Linked DNA regions of Mus musculus: region 1 is linked to region 2. A link is a contact called in public promoter capture Hi-C data. All regions are on one chromosome and are shown on one strand. The core of a region is the stretch at or near the end of the contact, and the rest is flanking DNA. Distances in the headings are between cores, read along the strand shown. Region 1 holds the start of Vps8 (VPS8 CORVET complex subunit). Region 2 overlaps Gm16863 (predicted gene, 16863).

Region 1 (6,805 bases), core at 1,260-3,759, 150 kb before region 2:
AGCCTAGCCAAAAAAGTATGCATTGAACATCTGTCTCCAATCTGGCCTGAATCAAGGTCCTTCCCGGAACTTGTAAATACTGAATGAAGGCAAGAGTTTTCTCTCACCTCTAGGGTACGCCAGCTTGAAGGAGCTGCCAGGAACCTGTTTTTCACACTAAGTAATGGAACAGAATGAGATACAATCAGAGACAGAGATGGGACCAAGATGCCGGAGGTCCTTTGTAAGATGGAGAAAGGAACCCAGAATCATTTATTTATGTAATGATACCCAATCCCTTCCCAGGTGTGTAAACCAATAAATCTCTTTCGTTTTAAGTGCATTTGAACTGATTTCCTGACACTTGTTAACAGAAAAAGGCCTAACTTTAAAACATGTAATTATCACCAATGTTATCAGTGTAAGTCTAAGACAGAAATCCAAGAGAAACCTATGGTTGCTGACTTGATCAGAAGATGTACTTAGGATGGCCATCTATATACAGGAAGGTAGCCCAAATGGTAACTCATGAATGACCTCATGAATATACTGGGAATATGAAACCTATTAAACAAAAGTTTAACATATCTCATTTAAGTCCAAAAGGCCACACTGGCCGGTTGGCAATGGAATACGCCTTTAATCCTAGCACTCAGGAGGCAAAAACAAGTGGATCTCTGGGAATTCAAGGACAGCCTGGTGTACTGGACAACCAAGGCTACACAAAGAAACCTTGTCTCGAGGAGGGGAAAAAAGGCCTTACTGAATTGAGAAGACAGTTCAGTCAGCACACTGTCAGCCCTGCAAGCACAAAAGTATAGTGATTTGATGGCATCTGTCATTAAGTCCCCAGAACACACAAAAAAAGCCAGGCCAATTGCGGCCCACTTTTGTAATCCCAGCACTAGGGAGGTGGAGATAAGCAGACTCCTGGCCCTAGGGACAAAAAGAAGAGGACTTCACAAAGTTGTGCTCTTACTGCCACATGTGTGCCTCTCAAGGCTTAGTCAGTAAAGTGTTTGAGGCACAAATATGAGAACCTGAGTTTGATACCCCAAAGCCTACACTTACAAAGCTGAGCATGGTGGTAAGAGCCTGTAAACCTGGAAAGGAGGGAGAGATGGAGACATGGCCCCGAAGGCTTATTAGCTCATCTAGCTGAATCAGCAGGCTGTGCCTTGAGCAATAGGTCCTGTCTCAAAATAGAGGGGTGGGAGAGATGGCTCAGCGATTAAAAAGGTATACTGCTCTTATATAGGGCCAGAGTTTGGTTCCCAGCACCAACACGGGGTAGCTCACAACAGCTCGTAACTCCAGCTCTAGGGCCTTACTTCTCCTATCCCAATGGCTAAAATGTTTATGGACTAGTGGGGATAACACTAAGAGTCACTAAGAAACCCCCAAATTCTGGAAGACAGAATGCACTCAACGACTGCCAACAGTCCAATTACAAAAGAAACATATAAAGAAAAAAAAATCAGCACCTTATTCTGTTAGAGGTCTGTAAAGAATTTTCTCACATAACTCAGTCACTTCCCGCATACAAGGCTCAACAGTTCAAACAAAACTGCTCCATTTATCTTTATTGTGTATTCTACAGACCAGGTCAGCTAGTGCTAGAGGAGTCAATACTTTTCTGCTTAGATGTCAACGTGAGCAAACCCATGACTTAAACACATGTGGGTTCCCCCATCCTCAATCTATATTGGAAGCACTTCAAACACAGAAGTGTAACATAAACCCACACACAACGATGTGCAATTTTCTCCCAAACAGAGACACCTGGAACAGAGTTAGCGGCACTAGCCAACATCTGTGCTTACGTTACTTGGGCTTTTTGGGGGGGGTTAGGGGGTGGGGTGTCCAGTAGAGTGGGCAGTACAGTAACAAGCATTCTGGCAAATAGAGCCCCGCCTACTTATGAGAAGGCTCCAGCAGCTACTCCGGATAAGCCAGTACAATCCTTCCATTGAAACATGTCCACTTAGTACACCCAAACTCTGGATTGCCGCGTGCCTCTGTCCCCCGAGTGCCACACCTAGACAACAAGCCAAGGCACAGGGGTGCCCCCCACCTTGCGGCCCTCGGATTGGGGCACACCTGGCAGGAGGCGAGGAGGAAGCGGCAGCACGGGCTGCACGTCAGTCGGACCGGGTGAGAACCTCCACGCCGTGCGGCGGGCGTGGGAGGGACAGCACCCACCTCCCGGCCGCAGTCCGGGCGTGAGCGCGCCAGTCCGGTATCCCCGCAGGCGGCCGGACCCGGGTGGAAACTGCTAACCTAGTGCGAAGTCAGACTCCTGAGCCAGCCCGCGGTGGCCACAGGGTCTGCGGGAGCCACTGGGGCGCAGCTCCGTCTGCGCACCCCTGCCGCGCCGGCCCGCACCCGCCGCCCCGCCCCACCCGTTCGGAATACGTGTTACCTGAGCCGGCGTCTGCCTTGACGGGACCCCAGCACACGTGACCCCGCGGAGGCCAGCCCACGCACGCGCAGTCTCGGCAGCTGGCGGGCGCGCTTCCGCTCTCTTCCCCAGAGACGCCCTGCACTGGGCGGTGCGAGCCTCTGCGTCACGCCCTCCTTAAAGGGAGACTCTGTCCGGCCTCCAGGGACGCTCAAGGAGCCCTGGCATCTGAGCCGGAGGAGTCTAGCAAATAGAGGTCCTCAGATTAAAAGGAACGTCCCTTTCAATCAGCTCACCTGAACTTCCATAAACTCACCCCAAAACGAGGTGTCAAGGATCGTCCAGCCATCAGGCGCGCAGGAGCCTGAGGCAGAAGGAGCATATTGAGTTCAAACTAGTCTGGGATACCGACACAGACCTGTCTCAGATTCGACAAATAGATAAATGGATGGATGGATACACAGTGCAGGGTTAGGAGTGGATATGGAATTCGTTTCGTTGGATTTGGTAGTGTCCACTAATTCGTTTTCTTTTGAAAGGTGAACACAGAATTGCTGGGTTTTGGTGGGTAATTTTGGGGGGAAGGGGAAACATTGTTTTTGCAAATAAGGATGGATACTGAAAACTTCTTTTCCAAATTATCATTTTTAGTTGTCATTGTTCCATCAAAAAATAATAGAGTGGGTCACATTATTAAATAGAGAAGGCATCTTTTTTTTCCCTAATATGCTACTGGAAAAAGCTATTTCAGGATAGTTTGGCGTTTACAATTGCCACTATATGGTATCATTAACCCAAGGAGGCAGATAACATAGTTGTTGGACTTGTCTGTGAGGGAGAAATGAGGAGGGAGAGTGTGGGAAGATACCTCAGGAGGAGTTACATTGAGTATCAACCAGGCTCACTGTAGGTCTGTCCTGTAAGTACATTAGGACTGTCAGTAAAGGCCAGCTGATCACAGTGACATAAAGAAACTATAGGGCTGTCATTTTTAGGGTCACGGATGAAGGAAAATAATCAACACCTTAGCTAAAAAAAAGGGGGGGGAGCAGGGAGTGAGGAGACTTCTGTAGGCAGGAGCCAGAGAGACTGCCTAACTGAGGGAACAGTGGGATTAGTTACAAGCCAAGGTGAGTTTAGGGACAAGTTGCTAGCCTGATGTGGCTAGGGTACAGGCAGTGGCTTCCAAACATCTTTAATAATCACTCACAGAAACACATTTCAGCCATGACTCTGTGTGTGTGAGTGTGTGTGTATGAGACACACACACACAGAGAAAGAGAGAGAGAGAGAGAGAGAGAGAGAGAGAGAGAGAGAGAGAGAGAGAGAGACCCGTCTAAAGTAGGTTAGACAGAATGGTGACACCAGAACCCTGAGCCCTGAGTGACAGAGAATTGTTAAAGTTCTGGGAAGAACGGAATTCAGCTGACACATTGGGGAATGGGGCTATAGGACATGAAAAATGGGAAGATTGTTAATTGACATTTTCAAAATGTTTTACAGTCGTCACACACTTATTCTAGAGAACTTCAGAAAGCAAAGCCAAGTCTTGTGGGTGGATGTTGTAGAAGAGCAGATTTCAACTCGAGATACCTGAGAAATCCCTTCCCGTGACCGCCTCTCATATCCCTTGTTGACAACACGGAGCAGGCCACAGGCTTGCCTGAACAGTGCTACTTAACTAAAAATAGAAATAGTGTATGCTTGTTATAGAAAGCTTGGAAAACTCAGGAAATGTTTTAAAATAAAAACCCATACCCATAGCCCTCTTTTTGGCCTACTCAAATTAATTTTTTAATAGTTACATTGTATCATTCTTGGTTTGATTTGGAAGAGAGATAACAGTAAAACCTTTACTTTTTACTTAATGTATTTTCTAACTACTCCCACCAGTCCCTTTCCCAGATTCATGACTTCTTTTCTTTTTAGTTTTTCGAGACAGGGTTTCTCTGCATATCTCTGGCTGTCCTGGAACTCACTCTGTAGACCAGGCTGGCCTGGAACTCAGAAATCTGCCTGGCTCTGCCTCCCAAGTGCTAAGATTAAAGGCGTGCGCCACCACCCGGAATGACTTCTTAAAGATGTCGTAAATTTTATTTTATCCAGCAGAACAGTGGTGGCACAGGTCTTTAATCCATCCCGGCACTGGGGAGTCAGAGGCAGGTGGATCTCCATGAGTTCAAGGCCAGCCTGGTCTATCAAGTGAGTTCCAGGATAGCCAGGACTACAGAGAGAAACCCTGTGGCAAAAAAAAAAAAAAAAAAAAAAAAAAAATATTTTATCTATGTGGATGTTTACCTGCATCTATGTATGTCCACCATGTGCATGCCTGATGCCCTCAGAGGCCTGGAAGATGTTTGTGAACTACCATGTGGGTGCTGGGCTCAGAACCTGTGTCCCCTGCAAGTGCTTTTAACCGTGGAGCCATCTCTCCAGCCAGGGTTTTGTTTTTGTCTTGTATTGGTTTTGTTTTATTTTGAGACAGGGTCTCACTCTAACCCAGGCTGGCCTAGAACTGGGATTAAATGTAGGCCATTATGGCTGGAAAGTATTAATATTTAAGAAATCTGGAGCTTGCAAGACTGCTCCTAGTGACCTGAGCTTGAGCCCTGGCGCCCACATGGTAGAAAGAGTAGTCCTCTGACTCGCACATGTGCACTGAGCTGTGGCGTCCCGCACATATGCATCACATATACACAAATAACAAATGAAACTGTAAAAATCTGTATAAATAGTAGGAAATATGTTCTGTGGAGCTGGGGGGTTAGCATAGTGACACAATGCTTGACTGTGGTCCCCATCACTGAAAACCAAGGCCATACGTTTTATAAAGCAGTAGCTGCCATAAATATTGATTCTTCTGATGGATCTGTGCAAAGCAAATTGAAAACCGTCAAGAGAAGCTAGCTACTGTGGGTGCCGTTAAGAGCATTTGTGATTTATAAGAGGAGGTCAGAATACCAACTTGACCAGACATTTTGAAGTCAATGGGTGACATGGTCGCTTCAGAGATAAAATAATTACAGGTATTCTAGAGACAGCCTGAGAAGTGAAGTTTGAAGGTACAGCTTAATTGATTTCATCATAAAACCTCAACACATGAGGAACTGATTTCTGTGAATGGGGAAAACCCAGTTTCTTGAGGCAGAATCTACTTCTGGTGGGGATTCTGTGAACATAGTTGGATGAGAAAGAATCTGGAATATAAATGTAAGTGAAAAGTGGAGTGGAGAAAGAGGGCTCCAAATATGAAAGCATTTCTACAGTGGGTAAAATGTCATTGAAAAAGCACCCCATGCTAAGAGAACTCTCCCATTGATGAAGAGCCACTGACTTTAGGAAATTTCCACAGACACCCGAATGTTCAGCAACTACACCATGTTGTTTTTTGGGGTTTTTTTCTTTAAGATTTATTTATTATTATATCTAAGTACACTGTAGCTGTCCTCAGATGCACCAGAAGAGGGTGTCAGATCTTATTACGGATGGTTGTGAGCCACCATGTGGTTGCTGGGATTTGAACTCAGGACCTTCGGGAGAGCAGTTAGTGCTCTTAACTTCTGAGCCATCTCTCCAGCCCCACCCTGTTGTTTTTAAGACAAAATCCCAAATGCTCAATTTACCAAATGAAGACTCAAGAGCCAGACACTGTGGTGAGAGCCTGCTAGCTCAGAGAGGCAGAGAAAGCACCCAGCTGAACTTCCTACTTCACAGACATCCCAGAAGGAAAAATCTCCCTCCTTCTCTCCACACTGTCTTAAACACCCTTCAACCCAAAGGCCTCCTTCCTCTTTCCTGGGCCTTCTATGTTCGCTCTCTGTCAACTGGTTACTTGCTCTGCCTCTTGACCCTTGGTTGACTTTATTTAATCCTGTTTACAGAAAGCTCTTGGATTAAAGATATGTGCTTGGGTTGAGCCACACTACAACAAGAAATGGGTTTTTCCAGTTCACAATCTCGGAGTTCACGATGTGATCAAATATCCTGCAACAACACCCTGATGAATCAGCATTATTAACCTCGAGGCAAGACCCTCACCAGCAAAGATATTACCGTTCTCCATGATGGCTTGCTTTGTTGTTAGTACTTCTTAGCAATAAGGCATATCTAATTGATCTACGTACACTGTCTTTTTATGATGCCGTTGAATACTGACTATACTACAGAACAATGTAAATGTAACTTTTACACACACTTAGAAACCAGAAAGCTGTGACTCACTAGTTCAGTGCTTGCTTTACTGTGGTCTAGAACCAAAACCACAGTATCCCTACTGTGTGCCTGTACCATCATTTCTTTCATTGTTCCACTACTTGGACATTTGAGGGCTTCTATCTTTCACTACCCACATTTCCATGAATATCTTTATGCAAAAATCTTTTTGCCAGTAGCTTAAAATTATTACCTTAGGATAGAAAGCTATAT
Region 2 (7,238 bases), core at 1,190-3,689:
AGCCCCAGCCCAGCCCCTCTGGCAGAATAAGCTACCCTCCTCACTCGGATGCCCCTTTCTCAGTTCCCCCAGTCTGTAGCTGTTGGATATTTGTCTGTTTCAGATGCAAAGTCCGTCAACAATGCCTGTGCAGAATATTCCTGCACTTGCCCTTGTGTCTGGGGCACATGTGCATGGCAGTACCTCAGTACCTCAGTGCTGGCAGCTGCTTGCAAAGAGCTGCTTGAGTTCTTCCCACATCTTCCCCAGCACTTGATTTTATCAGACTTTTTATTTTTGCTGATCTACCTAGGATGTTGGTCATTGGAGTTTTCACGGATTCCTAACAAATCCCCTGCTTTCTGGTACATCTCCATTTGCCCTCCCCCGCCCCCCAATTGTACTGTCTGTCTGTCACACGCACTTGTCAGAGTTTTTAGCACACTCTGGGGATGAGGACTTCTCATTGTCTGAGTACATGGCACAGTCCCTTCCTTATGGACTGTTTATTTTTGTTTTGTTTTGGATTCTTTTGGCTTTTTTTTTTAAGAGCAAATTATCTGAATTTTACTGTATGCTCTTTCTGTGTCTTAAGAATTCCTTCTTGGGGCTGAAGGGATGGCTGATCAGATAAGAGCCCTTGCTGCATTCTGCTTGCTACTCCTGCAGAGGACCCTGGTTCAGTTCCCAGCACCCACATGGTGGCTTACAACCACCTGTAACTCTAGTTCCAGGGGCTCTAACGCCCTCTCCTGGCCTTCTCAGTGCATAAACAGACATACAAGCTATACATATTCATAATAAAACTAAAAAGACTAATATGTATGTGTGTATATACATATATATTTCTTCTATATCCCAAGGTCATGGACATCTTTGGGGGTCCTATAGATGTCCTATTGTTTTGCTTTTCATACTTAGGGACCCTGTCCCACATGTAATCTGCAGCACATGGTGACTCCCTATGTTTAATTTAAATCTCAACTGTCTTAGTCAGGGTTTCTATTCCTGGACAAAGCATTATGACCAAGAAGCAAGTTGGGGAGGAAAGGGTTTATTCGGCTTACATTTCCATACTGCTGTTGATCACCCAAGGATGCAGGACTGGAACTCAGGCAGGTCAGGAAGTAGGAGCTGGTGCAGAGGCCACGGAGGGATGTTCTTTACTGGCTTGCTTCTCCTGGCTTGCTCAGCCTGCTCTCTTATAGAACCCAAGACTACCAGCCCAGAGATGGTCCCACCCACAAGGGGCCTTTCCCCCTTGATCACTAATTGAGAAAATGCCTTACAGTTGGATCTCATGGAGGCATTTCCTCAACTGAAGCTCCTTTCTCTGTGATAACTCCAGCTGTGCCAAGTTGACACAAAACTAGCCAGTACATCAACTAAAGAGAGATCTTTGTATCCAGTGCGCCTCACATGGAGCCTGACACATAGTAGGCATTCAGCAAATGTTCTCACATGGAACCTGACACACAGTAGGCATTCAGCAAATGTCCTCCCATGGAGCCTGACACACAGGAGGCACTCAGCAAATGTCCTCACATGGAGCCTGACACACAGTAGGCATTCAGCAAATGCCCTCACATGGAGCCTGACATACAGTAGGCATTCAGCAAATGTCCTCACATGGAGCCTGACACACAGGAGGCACTCAGTGAATGTCCACTGTCTGGGATATAGAATCCAGACACAGATGCTTCCAACTGGAGAAGCACTCTCTTCTTGAACCTTCACCACTTTGAAACTTTGCCTCCTTTCAAAGGCCTGATAGTAGTGGCACAGGTGTATGAAGAACACTGGCTGTGAAGCACTAGGTTCAAGGTTTCTGTCTGTTTGGGTTTTGTTTTAATTGCTTATGGAGCTGGAGAGGTGGTTCCTCCTTGAAGGGTACTGACGGCTCATGGCTTCCAACTGTATGTAACTCCAGTTCAGGAGATCTTATGTCCCCTTGGTCACCAGACATGAACATGGTGTACAGACATACATGCAAGCAAAACATTCATACTCCTAAACTAAAAACAAATAAATCTTTTAGATGCTCTGATTGTATCTCTACAGTGGTGCAGTCTGTGCTTTTGTGACACTCATCAGCTGTCCTGGTGTCCCATCACCGGACAGAATCTACACACGCAGCCATCTGGACTTTTAAGGGGTTGGTTGATCGATTTCTATCATTTTTGAGACAGGGTCTCAAGCCCAGGCTGGCCTGGGGCTCTGCTTCAGGAGCTCTGCTGCTGGAGTCATCAGGACAATGTGTGCCACAGCTCAAATTCCAGCTTTGCCTTTTAGCCGTGCGACTTTGGGAGAGTCACTTTAGTGGATGGCTTTCAGCTTTCTCTTTTGTTATAAGGAATGGAGATGCTAACTTAGGCCCTTGTGAGGATGGATTGAGAGAGTAAACAGAGCAAGGGCAGGCAGGTGCTGGACACATGGCAGGTGTCCACAGCTTGTTTAGTGTGCAAATGACAGAATAGGAGCTGGCTGGGGGAGCGTTGCAATTAGGAGAGGCAGGGGGCAGGCAGGGGCTGTGTGCCTGGCTGCTGCGGGGCCCTCCTGGTCATAGTAACTGCTGTCAGCAAATGTTTCCCAGACAGGAATCCCCTTCAGGGCTCCCTTCCCCACCCTACTGCATTTGTTGACTCAAAACCTTCCCACTGCCAATTTAGCCTGCAGTAAGGAAGGGGGTGGGGGTGGGGAGAGGAGAGAGGTGTGGGAGGGGGTGGAACACCACAGAAAGGGGTCTTTGTCTGAGTGTTGTGTGGCATTTCAGACTCAGGAGTGTGTGTGTGTGTGTGTGTGTGTGTGTGTGTGTGTTTTAATCTCCTAAACAGTTGAGTGGGCCAGGCATGAAGTAAGGGGCACCTAGGCCACACAGCAGGACCTTCTAATGGGCTCTCTGTGTTGGGAGATATGACAATGAGCTGGGTTAGTGAGCTTAGCTTTTAGATCTATATTCTATAGGACCTCTGTCCTTGTAGAGGGCAGGGCCACCAATGCTCCTCTCTCCGCCGAGGCTAGAGTTTCCTATTAGGAAGCTCTTCTGCAGCCAATAGCCACTGGGCTTCAAAAGTGTGGGTCTCCCTCTGTGTGTTCTACCTTCAGGTCCCTGTCCTAGGCCTCCTGGTGGCTACTGTGGCTACCCTTGGGGCAACCCTGGATCCTGCAGGGTTAAGCTTTTGAGGGAGGCACCCATTTTACTCATTTAAGGCTGAAGTTCTGAAGGACATCTGTCTTGATAAAGCAATGATCTTTCTGCTTATCCCAGATTTCTCAAGTCACATCTGGGAGAGTTCTTGTTTTTCTAAAAGAATACTTAGTTATATAGGTACCCCCCCAACAGTTTCATGTAGGCCTCCCCCCACTCCTCGACAGTATCATTTAGGTGCCCCCAACAGTTTCAGTTTCACATGGGCCAGGCTGCCCTAGAACCCTTACATAGATGAAAATGACATTGAACTCCTGATTTTCTGGCCTCTACCTCTTGAGTACTGAGGTTATAGGTGCCTACCTGGCCTGGCAAGCATTCGTTTTTCTTAAAGGTACTTATGTAGAACTCTCTTTCAACATAATTTGACACTATCAGAAAAGATAGGGGAATACCACAGACATGAAGAAACACATCAACAGCAGACCTTGTAGCCTCCTTCCTACAAATGGAGCCTAGTGCCAGGCACAATAATGCCTGCTCACCATTTGACTTTGTCGTGCTTTTCTGAGGTAGGGTCTCAAGATGAATGGCCTGAAGCTGCCCATCCTTCTGCCTCCACTGTGGATGTCCTAGGAGCACAGGCACGTGCCACCATACCTGGTGTATGCAGTGTTGGGGGTCAAAATCAGGGCCTTGTGAGTGTGAGGTAAATACCCTCCCAGCTGTCAGTATGCCAGATTAAGGGTCCTATCAGGCAAGGGCTCAAGGGAGATTGAGAGTATGCCAATATAAGAACAAAGAGGAAATGAAAAGCAGCCCACACGAGGGCTGAGTCTGTGGAGGTTTCCCGGGTACTAGGGAACTCCTGTCTAGGTTCTGAATTTACTCAGGTAAAGAAGGAGCCAGTGCATTCCAGGGTGAGAGGCACAGAGGTTTTCAGGGTGAGGCAGTGGGGGAGTCGGGGTGTGTCACCTTCTGGGTGATACTTGGAGCACATCTTCAGAGCAAAGTGAACTGGGGAAGGTGGGGGCAGGGAAGACACGGGGGTTGTCTGAAGCTGGAAGAGAAAGATTCCAAGCAAGCTGAGTTAGAACACCAGGGGCTTCCTGAGGTAGAGCCCCCTCCCTCCCCTTCTAGCAGCTGGAGAAGGGAGAAAGCCCTGAGAACCAGGTTGCAAAAGAGGCCCAGGCATTAGTGGTTTCTGAGGCAAAAGCAAGCCCATCTCATCCAAGCATGGTTTCCGCTGCAAAGCAAGAGAAGAGTAGAAAACTGGCGTAGGACAGAGTCTGGTGGGCTCTCCTGAGACCCAGCTTCTGGGGAGGTTAAGTTCAAGGACTGCCTGGGCTATAGAATGAGTTCCAGGCTAGCCTGAATGAAGTCAAATCCTGTGTCAGAATAAAAGGTGTCAGGAGGACTGGGGACATAAGTCAGTGGTAGATCATTCATGGAACCCTTAGGTCAAGTCCTAGTACCTGACCCAAGGAGGAGGAAGGAATGGAGAGGGGTGGGGAGGGGAGGGAGAAAGAACACACCCACACTGGATAGGCGCAGGCACCAAATGCTTCAGACCAGCAAGTATTTCCATTGCAAATTCTCCCCCCCCCAACCCCCCCAAGCAGCTGTTCCCTGAGCACTAGAGGCAGAGCAGGAGGGGGGCGGGGAATAAATCCCATTTTCTGCTCCTGCAAAGTGGCTGCAGCCTCTTCCCGCCCCTCCTGCTGGACTGCCCACCACAGAGGAGGGATCAGCTGGCCTCTGGCTCCGGGAGGGTGCTAGGTGGGCAGAGACAAGAGTTGGAGAGGGGAAGTGTTCAGTGACAGGGCTAAGAATAACAGCTTCCATCAGGCCTCACACCCTCTCCCACTTGCCATAGCTCAAGTTGTTGGTGGATGCAGGAGACAGACAGATACAGGGTGTCTGCAAGACCAAAGCTGGTTTGGCGGCAGGAGCGGGGGCAGTCTGAAGTGGCTGAGGGAGGATGGAGTTGGACTGGTCCTCTTGTGACAGAGCAGTCTGTGAGTTTGTATGCACATACATGCCTTCGGTGTGTCAGAGACTGGGGGAGAAAAGCACACTGTGTTGTGCAGGAGGTTGGGGCCCAACATTCAGTCAATCAGGACATGTATGACAACAGGGGCCAGGGTGACAGGGGCAGACTTGGTGAGAGTGTTACTCTGGTGAGGACATGGTAGGTGAGGCAGGTTCTGAAGGACAACTAAGGAAGGACGCTGAGTGTGAAAATGAGTGTCTGAGTGTTGCACACAAGGCTTTACCTTCCATGCGTGTGCTAATATGCTTGAATGTGTCTGGGTCTGCTTGTGACCTTCTAAGTATTCACTTTTTTATTGTTATTATACTTTATTTATTATTTTGTATGTGTGTGGAGGTGCCACAGTGTCTGTGTGCATGCATTTATGTGTTTGTGCGTGTGCACATGTGTGTGTGTGTGTCTGTGTGCATTAGAGAACAGCTTGTGGCAGTCAGTTCCCGTCTACCATGTGCTTCTAGGAATTGAACTCAGGTCATCATGCTTAGTATCAAACGTCTTTACCCGCCAAGCCACCTCACCGTCCTGTCTCTGAGTAGTTGTGAATGGGTCTATGCATCTGGAGTGGGGTGGGGGGAGGTGTAAAAGAAATGTCGTCTATAAACAGGTAGAAATATGCATATGCATCTCTGTAAGTATGTGCACTGTATACCTGTATGACCGTGTGTGACCTTGTGATCATGTGTGAGAGATACAAGTATGAGATCAGGCCAGGAGACTATGGTAAGCTCGGCAGTTTTACCTGTCTCTAGCTCCAGCAAACAGGGCAAAGACTAGCAAGTTGCTATTTTCATTTGTTTCTTTGTTTTGTGATACTTTGTCTCAAATGTAGTCTGGGCTCAAATTGTAGTAATCCTCCTGCCTCAGCCTCCCAGGCCCTGGGATTACAACCATGTGCCACCAAGAGTAGCTCTGAAGAATTCATCGGTTTATTCTCAGTACTGAGGATAAGACAGGACCTCTCCCATGCTGGGATTCCACTACTGAGCTATGCACTTCCAGCTTTTTTTTCCTTCAAGTTTTTATTCTGATACTGTATCAGTAAACTGCCCAGCTTCTGGGTGTCAGAGTCATTAGGCTGCTTTGGTTTTGCAGTCCTCCCGTCTCAGCCTCAGAGTAGCGGGTTGATGGAGTAAGCTGTGGAGACCCACCAGGTTGCTCGATAGCTGTCTCCACGTTCCCAAGCAGAACAAAGGAACTCTCCGGAGGCGGCTGCTAGAGTGAGCCTCACCGGTCACCTCCCCTCCAGGAGATTGCTGGCTGTTCAGCCATGCCTTAGTTTCCAGAAAATGTGTGATGGGGCAAAGGGACACCCTCTTATTACAGTTATCACGATGCCACAGAAGGCCCTTAGAATACACTTTGATCTTTCTGTCAAGCTGGCGCTCTAGGAGGATGTAGCAACCTTGCCCTATCACAGCAGTTATATGAGAGGATGTTTTTCTCCTGGAATTTCCCCAGTCTGCACCCCCAGCCTTGACATCAGCGGCTAGCAGAGTCCACAGGGCCCTGGTACCCATCTATCTACAGCATCACCTACAGGAGTTCTTTAATGCAGGACTTTATGAGGCCAACTAAATGGTTCGTTGAGAATGACTAAACTCAACCTTGGAAGGAAAATTATAAACATTTTACTACTTAGCGAAAGCCAAGCATGATTGCATATGGAAACTATGGACACCGCTCAGAGGGATTTTAATATTAATTTCCAGTTTCCTCTTCACTAAGGAACTGATGAAAACCCAGGCGCTCTGTGCTGTTCAGGCTAGAATCAACATTGTGCACACTGGTCCAAACTGCTGCTCCTCCCCCAGCCCTCAACCCAGTGCTGCTCTTCCGTTAGCCCTTTCCCTTGACCCTGGCCTGCCTGCTGGGGATGCCCACGTCAGCCCAATCTTTGCTACGTCGACTAAGGACATCTGTGACACTGGGGGCGCTCTGTAAATGCTGCCCAGCCACCTGCTGTCACCAGGCCTCCCTGGTACAGAGCAAGCTAAAGATCACAAGGAGGCTGCAGGAGGATCCTGTATGCCCACCCCTTCTCCAGGATGGGGCAGGGAG

What was found. Promoter capture Hi-C pulls out the DNA fragments that hold promoters and counts their contacts.
Region 1: a contact with region 2 is called in a promoter capture Hi-C map of the SN4741 cell line, with 2.1 times the contacts expected there. The contact joins the promoter of Vps8 here to the enhancer-like site in region 2. A contact is called at or near these places in 3 of 39 promoter capture datasets (the SN4741 cell line, cranial neural crest and stem cell-derived epiblast-like cells), 2 of 115 datasets of contacts at active chromatin or transcription factors (bone marrow-derived macrophages and pancreatic cancer cells) and 1 of 9 other capture datasets (adipose tissue).

What each region holds. Positions count from the first base shown.
Region 1 is chr16:21,418,822-21,425,626 of GRCm38.p6, reverse strand. Vps8 (VPS8 CORVET complex subunit) reads right to left here and starts at 2,509. Exons shown (of 47, transcript NM_001285893.1): 1 at 2,402-2,509.
Region 2 is chr16:21,269,637-21,276,874 of GRCm38.p6, reverse strand. The region is part of intron 3 of Gm16863 (predicted gene, 16863); the gene reads left to right. Among named protein-coding and RNA genes, the nearest start is that of Mir7680, 17 kb to the right of the region's middle. Within about 2 kb of position 2,439, at least 43 of the 459 cell types and tissues checked have an H3K27ac peak or open chromatin away from gene starts, as enhancers often do.